Linked DNA regions of Macaca mulatta: region 1 is linked to region 2. The links are chromatin contacts, called in public Hi-C maps. All regions are on one chromosome and are shown on one strand. The core of a region is the stretch at or near the end of the contact, and the rest is flanking DNA. Distances in the headings are between cores, read along the strand shown. Region 1 overlaps CTIF (cap binding complex dependent translation initiation factor). Region 2 overlaps SMAD7 (SMAD family member 7).

Region 1 (4,194 bases), core at 1,589-4,088, 95 kb before region 2:
CATAGCCTCTCACGGCACCAGGTAGCAAAGGGGCACCATGAATACTAAAGCCTCAAGCTCACAGCCAGTGTGCGTGTGGGGCTACCTGGCTGGAGAGCTCCCTGCAGGGTCTGGAAAACACGGTCCTTCTTTTTTTTTTTTTTTTTTTTTTGAGACAGGGTCTCCCTTTGTCACCTACGCTGGAATGTAGTGGCACAATCAGGACTCACTGCAGCCTCGACCTCCCAGGCTCAAAATGATCGGCTCACCTCAGCCCCCCAAGTTGTTGGGACTCCAGGTGTGCACCACCACCCCTGGCTAATTTTTTGTACTTTTAGTAGAGACAGGGGTTTGCCATGTGGCCCAGGCTTGTCTCGAACTCCTGGGCTCAAGCAATCCGCCCACCTCGACCTCCCAAAGTGCTAACGAGGGGGAAAAGGTAAGAAAGAAGAAATGCATAGAAAGGGAAGAGAAGGGCTGTGGCTGGGGTGGCCAGTTGCATGACAGGGATAAGAACAGAATCCACAGATAGGGACACAGTGCTGGGCAGGGCCAGGCAGCTGCCACCCTCTCCTCACAGCAGATCAACAGAAATCGTGGCCGGGTGTGTGGAAGGCACAATTAACTCATTCTTGCATTGCCCTTTGATTACACAGGACTACGATTTCTGTAATTAAGACCTTCTCCCTTACTCAGAAGTATTGAAACATGAAAGTATTTGCTGAATCTGGTTTCCCAGGGTTAAAAGCCAGACTTAGGAAACGCAAACACACTTGTGGAAATGCAAACACACATTCAGTAACTAATTATCCTTTAATTAAGGCCAAAACCCTGCTGAAAACAATTAGCTCTGGAAATTGAACAGTAGGTACAGCTCCACTTTTTGCTAATTGTTCTTCCCTGATAGCCAGGAAGTGATGAGTCTGGGGGGCGGGGTGGTAGGGAATGAATTAGTCTGCTGCTTTTGGTCTGGACTGGACCAAGCTCTACTTTTTTTGGAAATGTTAGAGGAGAGTTTGAGGTGTGGGGAAGGGCAAAGAGGATGTGGTTTGGGCAAGGGGAGGCGAGAGGCTGCCCCAGGCTTGGACGCGTGCCATGGGAAGTCTCAGAAGCTCCTGCTGACCACACAGACGTGGCTTGCCTGGCTGGAGTGGAGGGCGTGGGCCAGGGATTAGCTGACTGGAAAGCAATTAGATGAGGTGCGGCTGGCTGGGAAAATACCTGGAATCCCAGGGCCAGAGTTGAGACTTGCTTGGCTAATGCTGCAGGCGGGAGGCCTTGTGGGGCCTGGGGAGTGGAGATGCCCACCAGTGAGGGTGGGAGGGTAGCCGGATGGGCTGCGAGTCTTGGATGCCTCTTGCTGATGCGGAGAAGTGGATGAGTACAGATTGTATGGGCTTGGGGGTCCTGCAGCCCTCTGGGAAAGAGGCCCTCTTCCTTGATCACCATTTCCTCTCTCTAAATGCCCCCACCCCCGCCCCCACCACCCTCTACCCCTCCTCAGACTCCTTGGACGTTCCTAAAGCCTGCCTAGTCCCATCAGATCATCTCACCCCTTTCCTAGGTAGGAGGATGTACATGCACAGTGTCCCCCTTCCGGGGACTTTCACATTTTGAAAGGAAGGGTAGGAAGAGAAAAATGTGTGCCCCAAAGGAACAAAAGGGTGCTTGGGATTCTGGAGGGGTAGGGAAGATCACTGGCGCCACCAGACTCTCCCCAGAAAACACCTGCATGCTTAAAAGCTTACCTAGAACCCCTGAAGCCTGGCCTCTGGATGGGGGGCTTCCCAGGTAAGAGCCCCTGCTCTAGAAGTGGAATGTTAGGTTTTCATACAGGCAAGAGGGAAGGTCTTTATTGGTCCGAGGGGCCTTCCAGATCACCCTCAAAGCAGCTGTGCAAAAGATTCCAAGTGCTGGCCCAGCACAGAGCAGGACTCTCTCAGATTCCAAAAGCCCCTGACAGCTCATTTTTTTCCCCAGAAGGGACCCCAGCTCTTGCACAAACCCCTTCTCTCCCCTTCCCCCTCCCCTCCCCTCCCCTCCCTTTCTCTTCCTTTCCCTTCTCTCTATAGATCAGGGTCGGCAAATGTCTTGTATGAAGGGCCAAATAGTAAATATTTTAGGCTCTGCAGGCCAAGAGGCAAAGCCGAGTTTAACCACATCCCTGTGAGGTGTAGGGCGCGAGCAGCAGCATGAAACCAGGAGAGCAAGCGCCTTGACTCTGTCTTCATAGCGGAAAAAGCAGCCGTAGACGATATGCAAATGACTGAGAGTGACTGTGTGCCAACGAAACCTTATTTATGGACACTGAGATTTGAATTTCATATAATTTGTATGTGTCACAAAATATTCTTTGATTTTTTTCCCCAACTACTGAAAAATGGAAAGAACTATTCTTAGCTCATGGGCCATAAAAAGCAGGCCGTGGCCAGATTTGGCCAGTGGACTGTAGTTCGCCGATCCCTGATCTCGCTGTGTGGTTCTCGAGTGAGAAACTCCCCTCCAGATGATTTCAATGCACATTAAGGTTTGAGAGCCACTGTCATAAAGGAGAATTTGCAGTTTTTCAGGTGATGCTGATGCTGTCACTAGGGGGGTCCCACACAGAATATGCCCAATCTAGTCTGATCTTCACCCCATTTTACAGATGGCAAAACTGAGGCCCAGAGGCAACATACCTCTGTCATATGAGCCCAGGGAAAGTCTTCTTTGTCTCAGGATGCAGAGCTGGGTGCTATTCTATCTCTAGCCGCCTTCAGCGATCTGCCCTGCCAGCTCACACTGCCCAAGGCTCTACCGAGACACAGGAAATGTGTATGTGTCCCCCGGAGCCCGAGAGCAGCAGGGCTGCCGTGAGTCATTTCCCGTGAGTGGAGCTGGCATGTGCTGAGCCTTCCTCGTGCTGTCCGTTCACTCCCTTCTGACCACTCCAACCTGCGCTTTAGAGAAACTCCCTGCCAGCTTCCGGGAAGCGGAAAGCCCCTTCTGTGAGAAGGGAAAATGGAAAGAACCAAGGTTTGCAGGTCAGACTTGCATGATTTCAAATCTCATGTTCATGGTACTATCTGGGACTTGAAACAAATTCCTTCACTTCCTTGAGCCTCAGTTTCCATCAGTAAAATGAGAAAACAGCCTTTACCTCTGCGGGCTTCCCAGAAGACCTGGAGATTTCATCTGTCCAGTGTCAGGCACACAGTAGGGAACTTTTATGGTGTCTTTATTGGCCATCCTGGCGTTATGCATTAGCCACAAGGGTACCCAACCTCAACCTCAAAAGCCACAGAAAAAGGCCACCTGATCCTCCGGACGACATGTGCGGCCATGGCTGTGCTGATGGCCTTACCGAGGCAGTCGCTGTCTTACGCTCCTAAGACATTGCCATTGACGATTTAGGTTGTGCTGTGCAAAGTTCATGTCCTTGGGGCCCTTGGTGGCCTTCAGGGTGTGAGAACCCTGAAATTGTATGCAGACATCTGTGAACCTGTGTAGAGGTACATTTTTCTGGGAGACATGCAGATTTTTCATCGGGATCCTCAGAGGGATCCATGCTCCCAGGAAAGCTAAGGATCCCACATCTATAAGCACAGTGCAGAAGGGAGCACCAAACTTTCGAGGCATGTTCCTGGATCTGGGAATCAGCTCCCTGACCTCCATGAGTGGCCTTGGGCACACTGGAGATCATCTGATCTCCACCCTCCGGCATGATCCGCGACGGGGCTATGTGAGGATCAAATGGGACATGTCGGGCCAGGTGCGGAGAGGGGACTGGTGTGGGAACGGTCGGTCATTGTCCCTTCCCACCAAGCCCCCCACCCGCCCTCACCCCCGACTTGGCTGCCCCCCACTCAACCTTTGGGTTTCCTCTGCAGAGAAGCCTGCCCTGATCACCTCATCCATCCAAAGAGGGCTCTCTCCCAGCACCCTGTTTGCATTTGTCATTCTACCCATCTGCCCCCCACTGTAGGTGGCCTGGGGACAGGCACCCGGGCTGTCTGGTCCCCATGACCCCAGGCCGTCTAGCCCATGAACATTTGCTTCAGGAAGGCACAAATGCATACCCCCGCCCTAGGAGCCACTGCCTTGGAGCCCACCCACCTCCAGGCCCTACCTCCCTCCTCCCCGAGCAGCCACCTCTCTAAAGAGGCAGCTCTCACTGTGCTCTGGAGCATTCAGGATCCCAGCAACAAGATCAGAGTTAAAAAGTGTGTTCTGTGC
Region 2 (4,482 bases), core at 33-2,532:
CACACGTTGGTCTCATCTCTGAGGCTCCTGGGTTCTCCAGCTGCTCAGAAAATGCCCACCAGTCTTCCCAATTGTCTCCACAGCCCCACACCCCATGGGAGGACAGTTCTGGGCCAATGCCTATACTTAATAAGCATTTACTTTGCATAGGCTGTGTTCTCTAAGTGGCTCATGACAACAAGCCTCTGAGGCTGCATACTATCACCAGTCTCTTCAAAAAGGGAGTAGTGGGGGTGAAGCACAAGTCACCGGCTTGTGCAGAGCTATACTTCAAGCCCAGAATATTGCCTGGTGTGAGCTGTGGACACAGGCCTCTAAAGCCACCAAGCCCCACTGTTCTCTCCAAAGTGTCCTTCAGAACACACTTTGGAAATGCTGCACCAGCTTTTACAGCTGAGCATGGGGTGCAACTTCCCTGCAGCAAGAAGTGGGGGGTGAAATGGCTTTTTTGCCAGCAAGCTGCTCTGTGACCTTGGCCAAGTGGCTTGCCCTCTCAGGGTCTCAGTTTGACCTGTCCATAAATAATGTAAAGGGGACAAGGGAAGATGGCCCCATGGGCCCCCTTCTGGCCTTCATGGTCTCTGGCTGCACTCTGATTCTCAGTATTAAACAACACTGGTTCCATTTATTTTTACAACCTTCCAGAGAGTAAGAAAACCACTTTGAGGAGCAGGGTACATTTTTGCATTTAATTTGCAACAATAAAACAAAATCAAATCAAAAGGGAAAGGAGGTTTTGAGTCAGGCTTTGCTGTGTCCATCTCTAAACCAACTTTTTGTTTTTTAATTTCAAATAGTCAGAAATGAGTTTTTACTCTGTCTTACTATTCATCACCCTCAAGAGACGGTGGGCCCCCAGGAGAGGATCTCTTTTATCACTGTCATCCTTCCACTGTCTGCCCAGGTTTGGTTCCCTGAAGTTTCTCCTCCCATCACCGCCCTCAATGCCACCTCTCCCAAGCCTACATATTTGGCAGATCTTGCTGGTCTAGAACACTAATTAGTGACTGTGTCCTTACAAATTACGTTAAATAATCAATTCCTGGAACTAAAATGTACTCCCTGGCTCCCCAAACTGGTCCCACACCACCTCCCAAAACCCCCAAACATCTGAGTCTGAAGCCCCCAACCTGGGGATAAATGCTCCGAAGAGCGTTTATCTTGCCATGGAGAATGTAATTGAGGGTGGCACAGGGCAGGGGAGGAAAGCCACACAAATCAAAAGCTCTTGTCTGTCTCGCCAGCCAGGCTGACGCGGCTTCCTGTGCCCCAGCATTCAGCCATGCAAATTATAGCGTGTACCCAGCTGCCTGCAGCCACTGCTGTCTGAGGAGGCCCGCTCTGCCCAGGCTCCTCTGAGAGAGGCCTCAGAGGAAGGGTGGGGACTCCCGACCCAGCCAACTCCATTCATAATATTGACAGTAAAGGGCCTCTCTGGCTGCTGTTTAGTGTGCATGCAGCCGAATCATTTCTCAAGTTCGAATTTCCAGATACTTCCCCTCCATGGTGCACCAACCAGGTTCCCACTGTTACTCCCCAAGTAACTCAGAGCAGCTCTCTTCAGAAAGGGGGTTCACATATTAGCAGGCACAGAAGCCCTCAGCCCTGCATGGCATTGTCTGATCAGCTGCCTTCCCTCTGGGCATGACCCTGACACCCCCAGGAAGGCACAAGGGCTGGGACAAGCATGGAACAGAAAGTCTGTCATGTCCAAGAGAGACATCCAAGTCAAGTCTCTTACCTCACCCACCTACCCACCTGCCACCCTGAGAGTGTCAGGAGATTCCCCAAATTCCCTATCTGGATTCCCATCTGGGCAGTTGACACTGAATGCTGATTCTCTCTCTCTCTCTCTCTCACACACACACACACACACACACGTGTTAAAGCATCATGAAAATCTTAATAGAAACCACTGCATCATAAGCCAATTTTCTAAAAGGACAAAACCCCTAGAAGGACAGGACAGTTTTTCCCTGGTTTTGCAGGTGTGGGGGCTCTGTGCCTGCAAGAAACCAAGCTACTTTTGCCGTGGGCCTCGTTGTAATAAAGTCCCAGGGCACCAGGACCCCTAAGTCCTTGGAAGGTATCACAGGACCCAAAGGCAGACCCTGCCCTCTCCCACCCCATCCCCCACAGGTCCAACTCCACTCCAGTTTCTAGAGGGTAGGAGAGCCGTCTGAAGACGTGGAAAAATACAGCGAGAAACAAAAGTCCTTTTCATTCGTCCCCTCCCCCGGCTCCCCTTGTTCCATAACAATTATGAAAACTGTTGGATGGGATGGCATTTTGAACATTTACTGCATTCCAGCCAATAAATTCCAATGCAGGATCCGATGGAAAAGATCTCTCCTCTCCGGCAAGCTCCCTCCCTGTGCACTCGCAGCCCTCATTCCATCTCTCACTTTACAACCCAATACCAGGGCCTGGCCAGGCCAGGGCCGCACTGTACTTAGAGGGAAAAACAACAGTACGACAGCCTGGAGACAGCGTGCAGACTGGAAAAGTTAATCATTACTTCTGTCTGCCTCCGTAATCTAATCTCTCCCGCTTGGACACGCTCACTGTTCAGCCATCCCAGCCCTTTCACCCCTGAAGCACCCAGGACCTCCTAGACCCGAGCCCCCACTCCCTCTGGCGGGCCCTCCCACTCCTAACCTCCAGTTAGGAGGTCAAGGGAATAAAAGAAGAATGAAAGGGTCCCCCACCCAGAAGCTGCTGTCACAAGGCCCTGGAGTCCAACACACACAGCCAGACGCTCTGTGCTGGGTGCCCCACCTTTCAGAGCCTCCAGGTCTCCCATAAACATGGGCTCCCATAAATGTGAGCTCCAAATCTGGCTGGTGACTGCAGCAGCCCAGCACTGCCCCTCCCCCACCGTGCAGGGACAGACTGCCCCCTCCCCCCTTTCTCACTCCCTCTGCCCCAGGATTCACCCCTCAAGCCCACCCGCAGTCGGTAGGGCTCCCCCACCCCATGTGATCAGTGTGTGCCGACACACAAGTCAAGGAGGCTCTGCCGTTGGCGATGCCTTAAAAAATTAAACACAGAATGACAGTGTAATTTAGCAATTCCACCTCTGGGTATATACCCAGAAGAACTGAAAGCGGGGACTCCTATGGCATTTGCGCATCCATGTTCACAGCAGCATTATTCACAATAGCCAAAAGGTAGAAGCAAGCCAAGTGTCCATCAAGCACTAAATCAACCAAACATGGGATATTCATACAATAAAATATTATTCAGCCTTAAAAAAGAAGGAAATTCTGACATACCCTACAGCATGGATGAACCCTGAGGCCATTATGTTAAATAAGCCAATCACAAAAGCACAAACACTGTCTGATTCCACTATTCTATGAAGTACCTAGAGGAGGAGGCAAATTCATAGACAGAAAGGAGAATGGTGGGTGCCAAGTGCTGGGGGGAGGGGAGAAGGGAAGTTAGTGTTCCATGGGAACAGTTTCAGCTAGGGAAGATGAAAGTTCTGGAGGTGGACGGTGGGGATAACAGCACAATATGAAGGTACTTAATGCCACAGAACTAAACACTTAAAAATTGTTAATATGGTAAATTATATATATATTTTACCACAACAAAAGAGAAGAAAAAAGGCCTCAGCTCTCTTAATGCTCTCCTTTGCACCCCCGTAACCAGTCCTCGTAAGCATGGAGTTCCTGAATTGGGGATTCCACGGGTGGGACTGGGCTTCAGCAAAGATAGCGGCCCCCTGCAAATGTATACAAATTGTAGTATATCGTGCATTTTTCTGGACAGTCCTCAGTTTTCACCCATACTTGGAAGAGTTTGCAAGTCAAGAGACAGGAAGAAGTCTTTGGCTTCCATAGGGATATCTCATCAATGGCAGGTCATTCCCACACCCCTCAAACCCAAGAGACAAAGATCACAGATCACTGAAGGGACTCAGCAGCCAAGCCCAAGCCCTTATTCTGCAGATGAGAAAACTGAGGCCCAGAACACAGAAATGGCTCCTGCAAGGCCATGTGGCCAGCCAGGGTTTGAGACACTCGGTCTCAACCCAGGAGGGCAGGCCAGTGTCTAGCGACAAAAAAGGTGGAGGATGCTGGCCCCGCCATTGTAATTCTCTCCCAGCCCCCTCCTGGGACTACAGCATCCTGGACACCCTGGGGAGAAGAGGAGGCTTTTGAACCTTTGCAGGCTCCACGATCCAGGGCTCTTCCCCAGGAAACAGCCCTCCAACGGGGTTTTGATTGTGTCCCCACTGAGCAAGAGATGGGGCCCATCTATTTGTAAGAACAGTATGGTGCACTCAGATCACACTGAGAACTAAGTTTTTAATTTTCCCTCTTGGTTATTGATTCATGAGGGGGTGGGGCAGGACTGGCTCAGAGGCTGCAGTGGGGCTGACCAGGTACCCAGGCCCAGCTCTTGATGACCCTCACTTAGGCTGCTGGGGAAGGAGACACTTAACAGCGTCATGAGGTGACTGGAAGGTGGGAC

The links. A called contact is a pair of places that touch in the nucleus more often than the background predicts.
Region 1: a contact with region 2 is called in a Hi-C map of blood, with 1.7 times the contacts expected there. The contact joins two enhancer-like sites. A contact is called at or near these places in 3 of 14 Hi-C or Micro-C datasets (blood, fetal cortical plate and liver).

Annotation. Positions count from the first base shown.
Region 1 is chr18:43,495,240-43,499,433 of T2T-MMU8v2.0, reverse strand. The region is part of intron 10 of CTIF (cap binding complex dependent translation initiation factor); the gene reads left to right. Among named protein-coding and RNA genes, the nearest start is that of SMAD7, 120 kb to the right of the region's middle. Within about 2 kb of position 2,838, at least 13 of the 40 cell types and tissues checked have an H3K27ac peak or open chromatin away from gene starts, as enhancers often do. A contact at or near this core is called in blood, where this site is marked.
Region 2 is chr18:43,398,276-43,402,757 of T2T-MMU8v2.0, reverse strand. All of the region lies in intron 3 of SMAD7 (SMAD family member 7), which reads right to left. Among named protein-coding and RNA genes, the nearest start is that of SMAD7, 22 kb to the right of the region's middle. Within about 2 kb of position 1,282, at least 21 of the 40 cell types and tissues checked have an H3K27ac peak or open chromatin away from gene starts, as enhancers often do. A contact at or near this core is called in blood, where this site is marked.